Linked DNA regions of Mus musculus: regions 2, 3 and 4 are each linked to region 1. Evidence: chromatin contacts called from public HiChIP or PLAC-seq and promoter capture Hi-C data. All regions are on one chromosome and are shown on one strand. Each heading gives the region's core, a stretch centred on a gene start, on an enhancer-like site or on the middle of the called end of the contact. The rest is flanking DNA. Distances are from core to core; before and after follow the strand shown. Region 1 holds the start of Mef2b (myocyte enhancer factor 2B). Region 2 holds the start of Rex1bd (required for excision 1-B domain containing). Region 3 overlaps Pbx4 (pre B cell leukemia homeobox 4). Region 4 holds the start of Kxd1 (KxDL motif containing 1).

Region 1 (2,991 bases), core at 22-2,521:
GAGGCTATGGAGGGATGTTTTTTACTGGCTTACTTCCCCTGACTTGCTCAGCTTGCTTTCGTATAGAACCCAAGACTATCAGCCAGGGATGGCACCATCCACAATGAATCCTCTCCCCTTGATCACTAATTGAGAAAATGCCCCACAGTTGGATCTCATGGAGACACTTCCCCAACTGAAGCTCCTTTCTCTGTGATAGCTCCAGTCTGTGTCAAGTTGACACACAAAACCAGCCAGTATCCAGATATAGTGCCATCACAATCAACCATCACCAAAACTTCAAATACAGCCTCAAGTAGGAACACACCTGTGATCCGACATTTTGGAAACGGAGGCAGGAGGACTGATGAAAGTTCAAGGCTATTTTGGACTACACACAAAGACCCTGTCTCAACCTCTCAACCCCCCTCTACCTAAAACAAAGAAAACCACAAACACAGCCACCCACGGGTACACATCTGTGATCTTGGCACTTGGGAGACCAAAGATCCACTACCATGAGTTCTAGCTTAGCCTGAGCTACAGAGCTCCTCCCAACCCCAAGGTCTCATGATACAGCCTCACTTAGGGCTCACTATGTAGAACAGGTTAGCCTGAAAAGATCTGCCTGACTGGGATTAAAGGCATGAAGCACCAGGTATGGCTACATAGACTTCTAGGCCAACCTGGACTGTAGAGTGAAACCCTCTCTAAAATTGCCAACTGAAACTTCCAACAGTGGAGTGTGGTCACACCCTTGAGATCCTGGACCTTGGAAGGCTGAGAGTGGAGAGCTGCTTTGAGTTTGAACTACGAATGCCGGAACTACATAGTGAATTTTGGACTAACCTAGACTACAGAGCAAGACCTGTCTTAAACCCCCTCTTCTCAAGAGAAAGAAGAAACCTCCAACAATTTAATGGTCACATGCTTGTGATCTCAGCACTCAGGAGTCTGAGGCAGGAGAACTGCTGTGAGTTTGAGGCTAGATGAGCTACATAGTAACTTCCAGACTAGGCTAGTTGAAACCCTACTCAGCAAACACTCCTGAAAGCAAGGCCCCCTAACCCAAAGACAGCGCGCGCATACACACGCATACACACACACACACACACACACACACACACACACACACACACACACACACACACACACACACACACACTCACGGCTCTCTGCATCCCACCCGCCCCGAGACCCGCGCACACCTCAGGAGTCCCGGGAGTCTGGTCCCTGCTGGCCACACCTGCTGCGCACTGTGAGGGTCCAGGCGCCTATGCTTCTGCTGCACTGAGCATAGCTCTGGCCCAGTGGCAGATGCCTTCCCGCGCAGCCCCGCCCTCAAGAGCTGATTGGGTGGAAGTAGGTTATTTGCATAGGGGCGGATACTTGGCTGTGTTCTGGCTCCTAGACGTTTCAAACTAGGTCCGTCCGAGAGAAGATGCTAGGATCCAAAGAGAAGCCTGACTGAGAAGTGCACGCCAAGGAGGCTAAGGCAGGAGTACTGCAGCTAGTTGCAGGCCAGCATGGGATACAGAGCGAGACCCTATCAAAACCAAAACAAAACAGAACAACCAGAGCATAGTGGCATACAACTTTAATCCCAGCCCTTGGAGAAGTACAGGCTGGTGATTGTTGAGGCTAGCCTGGTCTACAGAGCAAGTTCCAGGACAGCCAGGGCCACACTGAGAAACTGTGTCTGGAAACAAACAAAAAACAAACAAACAAACAAACAAACCAAAACCATCACTACCACCACCAACAACAAAAAAAAAAAAAAAAGGAAAGAGAAAGAAAAAAGAGAAAAAGAAAACAGGGTCGTGGAGCCAGACAAAAAAAAGGAAAGAGAAAGAAAAAAGAGAAAAAGAAAACAGGGTCGTGGAGCCAGACGAAATGGTTCAGTGGGTAAAGGGGTTTCCTGCTAAGCATGGTAACAGGAGTTCTATCTCCGGTATGAAAACGTGGAGTGAGAGAACCCACACCAGTAAGTTGTCCTCTGTCCTCCTGCTATGGCACAGACGACGCCTCCCCCCCACAATCATATACAAATATATATTATCTTAAAAATTAAAAAACACTGGGCAAGGCTGTACAAACAGCTAGGCTCCTCCTTAAGGAGTCAGGGCTCCTGGACCTCACTGTGATGACCCTGACCTTACCTTGGACTGGCTAGTCAGGACCATACACCTTAATAGGAGTGAAGTACAGTTAGCAGCTGGTTTGGTGACACAGCCTGTCCTCCCAGTTGCTCCAGTCGGCTGGAGTGTGCTAAGTTTCTGGCCAGTATGAGGTACACAGAGCTCAAGTGCATCCTGGGTAATTTTGAGACTACTGTCTCTAGATAAGAAATAAGTTGGGCCTGGTGGCTGAGTCTGTAATCCCAGGTACTCAGGAGGCTGAGACAATCACATGAAGATGCTAAGTCTAACTAAGGCCAGCCTGGGCAACATAGTAAAACCCTGGCTCAAAATAAATATAAAAACAGACAAACAATAGCCAGGCGCGGTGGCGCACGTCTTTAATCCCAGCACTCCGGAGGCAGAGGCAGGCAGATTTCTGAGTTCGAGGCCAGCCTGGTCTACAGAGTTCCAGGACAGCCAGGGCTATACAGAGAAACGCTGTCTCGAAAAACAAAACAAAACAAAACAAGAGACCCTGTCCAATAAGGAAATAAAGGATTCTTTAGAATTCTGATCCTGCTGGCAAATGGGACCAAGCCAGTGCCACGCTGGACCACTCCTGAATAATTAGAGCCATTATATGGGGGGGGGGGTCACCAGTACGGACTTACCAGCTGTGCCTTTGCCAGTGTCCTCATATACCTTCCAGTACCATGCCCCTGTCCCATGCCCCTGTCTCAGCTCGCCTCTGGCTTTGCAGAGGGAAAGTCACTGTGGGGCCTTCTAGGACTCCCATCCACCCTCGGCCTGGAGGCCCAGCATCATTCTGCACAGATGATGGGCCAGAGGAAGACCCAAGTGGGGAGCACTTGAGGTAAGCCTCAGAGAGAAA
Region 2 (2,927 bases), core at 385-2,884, 350 kb before region 1:
AAGAAGAAGTGCGGCCATACCAACAACCTGCGCCCCAAGAAGAAGGTCAAATAAAGCTGTGGTCATACCTGGCATGTGACCCCGGGACCAAATAAAGTCCCCTTCCATCCACTGGAGCAGTAATTGGTGTCTAGAGTGACTGTTCTGTTGAGGGATCGGTGGGGAGGGGATCTCACCATGTAGCCTAGGCTGCCCTTGAACCTTGGAGGCTGGGGAGGCAGTAAAGACTGGTACTGGGCAGCAGGGTGAACCAGTGGGTTAGAACTTGCAAGCCTTGGAACCATGTAAAGGTGGAGCCCACACAGTGCTGCTGTGGGGAGGCAGGCTGTGCTTACAGATCTTGTCTTGGCTCTGATGTGTGGGGCCACAATTTAGGGTCTCTGGGGGAGCAGTTCACCTGACTCAGTACTCTGTACGCCAGTTAAGTTGCTGGACAACCTGATAGAGTTCACCATCAGGCATGGCACCAGGGACTACAGGCAACACACTTTATATGAGTTTATGAGGCCGCCTCATCTACCTTTGATTTTTGAGTATCAGGCACACTTTTGCATGAGTAGCTGGGTACTCTAGGGCGTCTAGGACCATTTCACCCATCGTGGGGAGTCTTAGACAGGCCATGTTGCTTGTAATTGACTTCAGGTATGCAGTCTGTCTTGTCATTTGGAAGGTTCCGTGGGTTCGAACCTGGTTGCCAGCAGCTTGCAAATCCCCCATGTATGTGCAACCAACATCTCCAAAGTAATTTAGGGAAGGAAGCTTTCAGAGTATATCCTACCTCCCCGGTGCTGGGAATCCCATTTCAAAGGTATAATCTGAATGGATGGTTTGTGTGCACTATGTGAGATGACATCAAAAGGTTTGTTAGGGGCTGGAGAAGTGGCTCAGTGGTTAAGAGCACTGATTGACTGCTCTTCCAGAGGTCCTGAGTTCAATTCCCAGTAACCACATGGTGGCTCAACCATCCATAATTGATCTGATGCCTCTTCTGGTGTGTCTGAAGACAGCTACAGTGTACTTACATATAATAAATACTTTTAAAAAAAAAATGCGTGATGGGCATGGTGGTGCACTTTAATCCCATCACTCTGTAGGCAGAGGCAAGCGGATTTCTGAGTTCAAGGCCAGCCTGCTCTACAAAATGAGTTCCAGGACAGCCAGGGCTATACAGAGAAACCCTGTCTGGGGGGCTGGGGGTGCATTAGGTGTCCTGCATATAGGTGTGAGTGGCTATGTGGGTAGTGTCATTGGGTTCAGTCCTGCAACAGCAACTAGTACTCAGCCACTGAAACCAAAACTGGTTCAACTACATTCGTAAGCATCACCGGTACAGAAATACTTGTGGCCTTAACTTCGATTTAGGCCCTATTCGAGCCCCGCTTGTTGCAAGGATCTGGCGGATGTACACAGCCCTGGAACTAACCATTTAGTTGCTTTAGAAACTATTTAGAGTTCCACCAGGCGGTGGTGACACACGCCTTTAATCCCAGCACTTGGGAGGCAGAGGCAGGGACAGCCAGGGCTACACAGAAAACCTGTCTCAAAAAAAAAAAAAAAAAAAAACGAATTCAAAGGCGCGCGGGCTGGTGGTGGACCTCCCGGCCGGCAGGGGGCGCAGCGGCCATTCCCTAGTGCCACTTGACTGCGCAGTCATGCTCACCGCCGCCACAGAGGTGTTGGCTGCTGCAGACGGTCCCGGGTCTGCGGAGTCCGCGTGGGCCTGGGTGAGCCCGGTTGCGGGTGGGACGGGCGCGGGGTGGCGGGATGGGCTCAGGACTCCGGCTTCATGGCCCCACACCCCCATAGAGAGACGCCCCGATCGCTACACTGGTGCAGAGGATTCAGCAGCTTCAGAATGAACGCGCACAGGCCTTCCGCCGTCTAGACCAGTGAGCGGGCTGGGCTGGAGGAGGGGGCGGGCCCTGGGAGAGCTTGCCTGAGGGGGACCTGAGGGGAGGCGGCTGGAGGCGTGGCTGGGAGGACCTAGGTTGTGGACTTGGTCGGAAGAGGTGGGGAGAGAGCCAGATCTGGTCCAGGAGATGCAGGAGTGCTGCTGCCGGGAGCAGGGCGTACTTGAAAGCGAAGTCTAGAAGGGTGGGTAAAAGGATCTGTGACACTGAAGCCTGTCTATTTGGGGGAGTTGGGTAGAGCTGAGGGTGTAGCTTTTAGTAGCAGGGTAGATAGGTGTAGAGCAGCATGTGACCGTGGGCGTGGCCTGGCGGGAGCAGCTGTGGTGTGACCCTCCACAAGATCCCTCATTTCTCTGAGTGCAGAGATGGTTAAGCACTAGCTCTGTCCTGACAGACCCAGTCTGTGGAGTTCGGGTTTGTCTCTTTCGAGTCGGGGGTATCTTCCACGTAGCTGGAGCAGGGAGCGTGGTCTGCTTGTCAGCGTGTCGATTCAGCATCCTCCCGGTCCACTGCAGAGCTCACCGTCAGTACCTGCTCAGTGGTCAGCACTATGACTTCCCGAGTTACCGGAGTGTCGTGCACGAGGTGACCCAGGCCTTCGCCGCTGCCTCGCGGGAGGTATTGGCAGTGGAAGCAGAGTTGGCAGGGCCTCGAGCGCAACCGGTGCTCGCCCGCCACGTGCGCAGCCTGCAGGAGCTAGAACAGACGCGCCTGGCCACGGTAAGACCACCACCCCTCTCCTTTTAGAGTGGGGCATGGTCCACAACCCATTCCCAGCCACCCCGACCTACTACTATTTTTGCCAAACACCTCTATGCATTTGGGCCCTCTCCCACTCTTTCCTGGCTAACTACATTTCCCTCCCAAATTTTTGCTTAATTATACCAGCCCCTCTGTAAAGCTGTCCTAAGAACTCCAGAAACCCAACGCATCGACCACTGTGGCTGTTTAAGTCCCTAACTCTGGGTTATCACCGTTGGAACCCACAAACTACTTCTTCCACAAACATCCTCAGAC
Region 3 (3,123 bases), core at 610-3,109, 300 kb after region 1:
CTACCTCCCAGACAGAGCAAACACCTGCCTTCCACAAGCACATGAGCTAATTCAAAATCCTCCCCAACAACTCACCTCACACAACACCCAGGCCTTCCCTGTCCTCAGTCACCATGGGGCCAAATCCTAGACATCTAGAGACCTGCTATGACCCAGACCAGAGCAGTGTCCCTCCATCCAGCTCTCTCCAGGGAGGCTCAAATGGGTCTGCCCAACCCAGCCAGTTCACTCTAGAGAAAGTCCTACCAAAGCTCCTGGCCTCTGCCTAGACAGACAGATGACAGACAGACAGACAGACAGACAGACAGATATAGGCACTGAGAAACTGACACACCCCTACTTTATGGGCATGGCCATGTGTGCCCCCCCTCTCTTGGGAGCAGTAAGCAAACTTTCCTTCAAAAGTGCTTGCCTCGGGCCGGGCGTGGTGGCGCACGCCTTTAATCCCAGCACTTGGGAGGCAGAGGTAGGCGGATTTCTGAGTTCGAGGCCAGCCTGGTCTACAGAGTGAGTTCCAGGACACCCTAGGCTACCCAGAGAAACCCTGTCTCATAAAAAAACAAAAAACAAAAAAACCAAAACAACAACAACAACAACAAAAAGGTGTTTGCTTCCATGCCTGTCAGCCTAACAAATCTGTTACAAATCCAATCAGGATGGAGGGAGAGAAGGAGGGAGAGAAGGAGGGAGAGAAGGAGGGAGAGAAGGAGGGAGAGAAGGAGGGAGAGAAGGGTTTCCCAGGTTAAGATACTGCACTACTCTTGCAGAGGACAGCACAAACTTCCTTCCCACGCGTTGGGCAATACAACCACCTGGAACTCCAGCACCAGGAGATCTGTCGCCCTCTTCTGGCCTTTGGGAACACTGCACTCACACTCCCATACATCCCACAGAGACAGGGCACACATATGCACATAAATACACACTAAATAAATGTTTCTATTTTTGGTGTTTTGTTTGCTTTTGTTTTTGGAGACAGGGTTTCTCTGTGTAGCCCTGGCCATCCTGGATCTTGTTCTGTAGTCCAGGCTGGCCTCAAACTCAGAAATCTGCCTGCCTCTGCCTCCCGAGTGCTGGGATTAAAGGCGTGAGCCACCACTTGCAGCAAGATGTGTCTTATGTGTGTGTGCATTGGTGTTTTTTCTTGAGTGTATATCTATGTGAGGGTGTCAGATTCCCTGGAACCTCTACTTTATGGCCATGGCCACATGGCTATGGCCATAGACAACCATGATCTGTATGTAGGTGCTGGGAATTGAACTTGGGTCTTCTGTAAGAGCAAGACCACCTCTCTAGCTCCACAATGAATTTTTTAAAAATAAATATTCTTAATTCTATGTGTATGGCTGTGTTGCCCGTATATATGTATGTGTACCATGTCACATAGATGGTGCCCACAGAAGTCAGAAGAGGGCACTAGATTCCCTGGAACTGGAGTTATTGATGTTTTTGAGTCCCCATGTGGGTGCTGGGAATTGAACCTGGCCCTCTGCAAGAGCAACATGTGCTCTCAATGGCTGAGCCACTTCTCCAGCCCATTCCCTTTTAAAACAGGGTCTCATATAGTCCAGCCTGGTCTTGAGTGCGCTCACTAGCTGAAGATGACTGTGAACATGATAAAGGGCTAAGCCCAGACAAGCCTTCTGTTAATACAGGAACATTCCCAATGAGTCATGCCCCCGAGTCTCTCACTGGAGGACTCTGGGAAGGGCTCTCCGTGAGCCACACCCATCAGCCCTTCTCACTGGAGGAATTCTAAGCCCGTGCTTATCACTGGCCCATGTCCCAAGCAGCTGCCTACAGATCGTGGAGCCAGTCTAGTGAAACAGCCTTTGAGTGCAGAGTTACTGGGAGCGATGACCTCATCGCTCACCATGACTTGGCAAACCCTAAGGTGAGCCACTGGCTTCACACTCTTACCTTGACTCAAAGCAAAGTGTCAAACCTGTGACTCGAAATGTAGCTGTCACGTTATCTCACAGTTCCCTGAACTGAGGAAAGGCCAGTTGCCTTGCTTCAAGACAGCCACAGCAGAGAGCACTGGGTGGCATCTAAGAGCGAAGGGTTAAGGGTGAGGGACATTAGTCTCATAACTGCAGGGAACTGAACTGTCAATACCTACAAGGGTCTGAGGACGAGGTAGGAACTCTTTCTGTCCAGCTTGTGGGATCCTGAGCCCAGATTCTTGACATAACAAAACTCTGAGATCACAATGTATGGTCTATTTTAATTATTTCATTTTGGGGGGCTAAAGCGATGGCTCAGAGGAAAGAGCATTCATTACTTTTCCAGAGGACCTAGCACCCACAGTGGCAGCTCACAACCTTTTTAATTCCAGTTCCAGGAGATCCAGTGTTTTCTTCTGGCCTCTTTGAGCACCAGACACACATGTGGTACATACACGCACACAGGCAAAACATCTATACACATTAAAACAAAATAATATTTAAGGAGGTTTCATGATTATATATATATTTTTTTTGGTTAGGGCATCTTTTTTTCCTGAAACTAATGGCAATTCTCTTGCCTCAGCATCCCAAGTGCTGGGGTAATAGATGAATGCCACCACATCTGGCTATTAACTTTTCTTTTTGTAGTACTGGGATGGAACCTAGGACCTTATGCTTGTTAGGCTAGAGCCACCCCCTTGCCTTGCACCCCACTACCATGCATGCAGATTTCAGCCACTAGTTCACATTGGACTTGTTCCACAGCAACAGAAAGCTGATGCTTTTCAGCTGACTTCAGACCAGTGAGTAGACTGGGAGGGAGAAGAACGAACGGGGTTGATGCTAACTAAGCCTTGCCGGCCTGGATGTCACCAGCTACACCCCTGGTGGTGTGTGTCCTTACCTGCTGGAATCTCAGAGTGAGTCTTTCTCTCTCTCTTTCTGTCTCTGTCTCTCTCTCTCTCTGAATTTCTAGCCTGGAATTCCAAGTTCTCTGCCTTCAAGTGCTAGGATACCAGGTCTGGCCTGGCCTTGGTGGGGACAGAATGACATGGTCCCTGCCCCTGGGACAGGGCCAGCAGACATGGGCCTCCAGGAGTGTCAAGGGCTATAGACATAAAGCTTGTTTATATAGTAATGCACATATTTTACATTCCTCCTTTAAGGAATGTCC
Region 4 (2,714 bases), core at 60-2,559, 370 kb before region 1:
TATGTGACCCATGCCACAATCAGAGAAGGAATAGTCAGGCTCAAGCCTAGACGACTCATTTGATAAGATTTTAAATCCCTGGAATAGAATGGGGAATTTAAAGACTATGGTAAGGTATACAAAGATTGTAACTCTCTGAGTATCCAGTTATGGGAAAAAGCCTGAGGTTACTTATGATCAGGACTTTAAAAACTACTACGGGGGGCTGGTGAGATGGCTCAGTGGGTAAGAGCACCCGACTGCTCTTCCGAAGGTCCGGAGTTCAAATCCCAGCAACCACATGGTGGCTCACAACCATCCGTAATGAGATCTGACTCCCTCTTCTGGAGTGTCTGAAGACAGCTACAGTGTACTTACATATAATAAATAAATCTTAAAAAAAAAAAAAAAAACTACTACGTTAGCTGGCCATAGTAGTACATACCTTTGATCCCAGCACAGAGGAGGCAGAGAAAGACAGATCTCTGAGTTAAAGAGCAACCTGTTCAAAACACTAAAGGGCATTCCTGGACAGCCGGGACTACACAAAGAAAGGAGTAGGAGAAGAAAAAAAGAAATCAAATACTGCCTTGTTTGCAAGAAATCAGCATGCCAGCCTCTGCCTTTTTTTCTATGCTGAAATCCTTTTTTTGCAGAAGGCATATTAAAAACGGTTTCTCTTATTTGGACGTACAGAAAAAGTCCCAGAAAAACCAGAGATAAAAAGAGAAATCTTGTTTCATAAAACCAAAACTGGCCGGTCCTGGTGGCACAGGCCTTCAATCCGACCACTCAGGAGGCCGGTAGATCTCTATGAGTTCGAGTCTGGCTTGGTCTAAATAAGCAAGTCCAGAACAGGCAGAGCTCTGTTACACAGAGAAACGGTCTAGAAAAACCCAAACAAAACAAGTCAAATCCCTGCATCTCTTTCACCAGACTCTTTATTAGAGAGAGGGGATTATTTCTCACAATACCGAGTACCAGGCCAGCCTGGGCTACAGCGATACCTCAAAAATCTGAAAGTCACACATGGTGGCATACAATGGCGTACACGCCATTTCAGGATGACCAGGATTTTAAGGGTAACCTAGGCTCCATGGCGAGCTGGAATCCAGCCTGAGTACATATGACCTTGTCTTTTTGTTTACTTTTCGAGATAGGGTTTCCTTGTGTAACACTGGATTGATAAATAATACATTTAATTGCCCACTTCCGGATTGCTTAAAAGCCATGTTTGGGACACAGCGCGTGCGCGTATCTAGTGCTGCGATTGCTCATCCTTTTGGCGTTCACGTTAGGGCTTCTACAATTTGGTCCTCCCGCCTCCTCGCGGTGAGTACGCGCAGGCTCCTAGGCGCCAGGACAGGGGGCGCTCGTGGACGCTCTATGATGACGTAAGCGCTAGGGCGCCCTCCCGGAAGCGCGAGCCAGGCCGCCAGATGTGCAGGTGCCGAGGCTGGAGCCGCCGGGGCCGGGCAGGGCGGGAACTCGGGGCGTCAGGAGGCCACGGAGGGGAGGGAGGGCCCATCCTAGCTCGGGGACACAGCCTCAGTTTTCCCGGATTCGCAGCGATAGCGCGGGCCAATCTAGATGGAAACCCTAGTTGTGTGACCTGGAGCCCTGAGCGGCTTGGGGTGCGCGTGTACCTCAGTTTCCCCGCTCAAAGGGGCGGGGACCCCGTGTTTGTTTGAGTCACGCCTTATCTGGTTTGGTTCTTTTGTTGTTGTTGTTTCTCCTTCAGAGTTTGGCCGGAAGAGTTGAAGTCCGTTTAGAGGACTCGGGCCGGACGGCTCCTTGTGCTCCTACTGTGACCTTGAGGCTCAGAGCCATTCCAGTCAGCCTGACATTCCTGGGGGAGAGTTAGTGTTTCTTTAGATGATAGCTCAAATTAGCCTCCAGTTCCTGGTAATCATCCTGCCTCGGCCACCCAACTATAAAGAGAGTCATTAAAATTTTGAGATAGCAGCCCAGACTGGGGCCTCTGTCTCCTTGAAATGCATCTTCCTCAGTCTCTAAAGTACTGGGATGACAAGCGTGAGTTACCTCATCTGCTTGTGTTGAGTCTTGTTTTGGATTAGGGTCTCATTTGTTCCAGGCTAGTCTGTAACTCACAAAGCAAAAGTGACCTGAAACTTCTGCTCTTACTGTCTTCTCTAGCACTGTGCACGGGCAGGGCATTCACCACACCTGACTCTTATTTGTTTATTTCACGTATGTGCATACATAAACTGTCGCTGTCTTCAGACAAAGCAGAAGTGGGCACTGGATTCCCATTACAGATGGTTGTGAGCCACCATGTGATTGCTGGGAGTTGAACTCAGGACCTCTGGAAGAGCAGTCAGTGCTCTTGACCGTTGAGTCATCTCTCCAGCACGTATTTATTTAGACAGTCTTATGTGTCTCAATCTCGTCTCCCACTCATTATGTAGCGCAAATTAACTTTAAACTTACAACAGTCTTCTAGTCACCTGAGTGCCAGGATGGCAAACATGAGCTGTCACACCAGGCTTCTGTTTTAAAATAGGGTTTCATGCATCTTAGGGTGGCCCAAAACTCAGTATGTACAGCCCAAACTGACCTTAAGCCCTGAAGGACCCAGGGCTTCTGCATGCTTCCAGTTCAGTCCCAGACCAGGACTGATACCTGATCTAGAACAAAATCTCTGGAATTAAAATTCTGCATGAGAGATGCTAGCTGTTAACCTAGTTGTTGACTATGCCCTTTAATCACAAGTT

Evidence for each region. HiChIP or PLAC-seq counts read pairs in DNA pulled down with a chosen protein or histone mark. Capture Hi-C pulls out chosen DNA fragments and counts their contacts.
Region 2: a contact with region 1 is called in a promoter capture Hi-C map of adipose tissue. The contact joins the promoter of Rex1bd here to the promoter of Mef2b in region 1. A contact is called at or near these places in 2 of 39 promoter capture datasets (both in liver), 2 of 484 Hi-C or Micro-C datasets (B cells and liver), 4 of 115 datasets of contacts at active chromatin or transcription factors (astrocytes, bone marrow-derived macrophages, microglia and 1 more) and 3 of 9 other capture datasets (adipose tissue, liver and pancreatic islet).
Region 3: a contact with region 1 is called in an H3K27ac HiChIP or PLAC-seq map of embryonic stem cells, with 7 read pairs. The contact joins the enhancer-like site here to the promoter of Mef2b in region 1. A contact is called at or near these places in 2 of 39 promoter capture datasets (the 3T3-L1 cell line and liver), 1 of 484 Hi-C or Micro-C datasets (bone marrow-derived macrophages), 4 of 115 datasets of contacts at active chromatin or transcription factors (bone marrow-derived macrophages, effector CD8 T cells, embryonic stem cells and 1 more) and 2 of 9 other capture datasets (adipose tissue and liver).
Region 4: a promoter capture Hi-C map of pancreatic islet shows a contact between it and region 1. The contact joins the promoter of Kxd1 here to the promoter of Mef2b in region 1. A contact is called at or near these places in 1 of 484 Hi-C or Micro-C datasets (B cells), 1 of 115 datasets of contacts at active chromatin or transcription factors (bone marrow-derived macrophages) and 2 of 9 other capture datasets (liver and pancreatic islet).

The regions. Positions count from the first base shown.
Region 1 is chr8:70,151,041-70,154,031 of GRCm38.p6, reverse strand. Mef2b (myocyte enhancer factor 2B) reads right to left here and starts at 1,271. Exons shown (of 9, transcript NM_001045484.2): 1 at 1,188-1,271. The region is part of intron 1 of Gm45929 (predicted gene, 45929); the gene reads right to left.
Region 2 is chr8:70,505,459-70,508,385 of GRCm38.p6, reverse strand. Rex1bd (required for excision 1-B domain containing) reads left to right here and starts at 1,634. Exons shown (of 5, transcript NM_025577.3): 1 at 1,634-1,724; 2 at 1,807-1,889; 3 at 2,426-2,630. The coding sequence starts at 1,653. It overlaps Uba52 (ubiquitin A-52 residue ribosomal protein fusion product 1), which reads left to right. Exons shown (of 4, transcript NM_019883.4): 4 at 1-123. The coding sequence ends at 54.
Region 3 is chr8:69,847,822-69,850,944 of GRCm38.p6, reverse strand. All of the region lies in intron 1 of Pbx4 (pre B cell leukemia homeobox 4), which reads right to left. Among named protein-coding and RNA genes, the nearest start is that of Pbx4, 17 kb to the right of the region's middle. Within about 2 kb of position 1,859, at least 114 of the 459 cell types and tissues checked have an H3K27ac peak or open chromatin away from gene starts, as enhancers often do. A contact at or near this core is called in embryonic stem cells, where this site is marked.
Region 4 is chr8:70,521,775-70,524,488 of GRCm38.p6, reverse strand. It overlaps Kxd1 (KxDL motif containing 1), which reads left to right and starts at 1,309. Exons shown (of 5, transcript NM_029366.2): 1 at 1,309-1,426.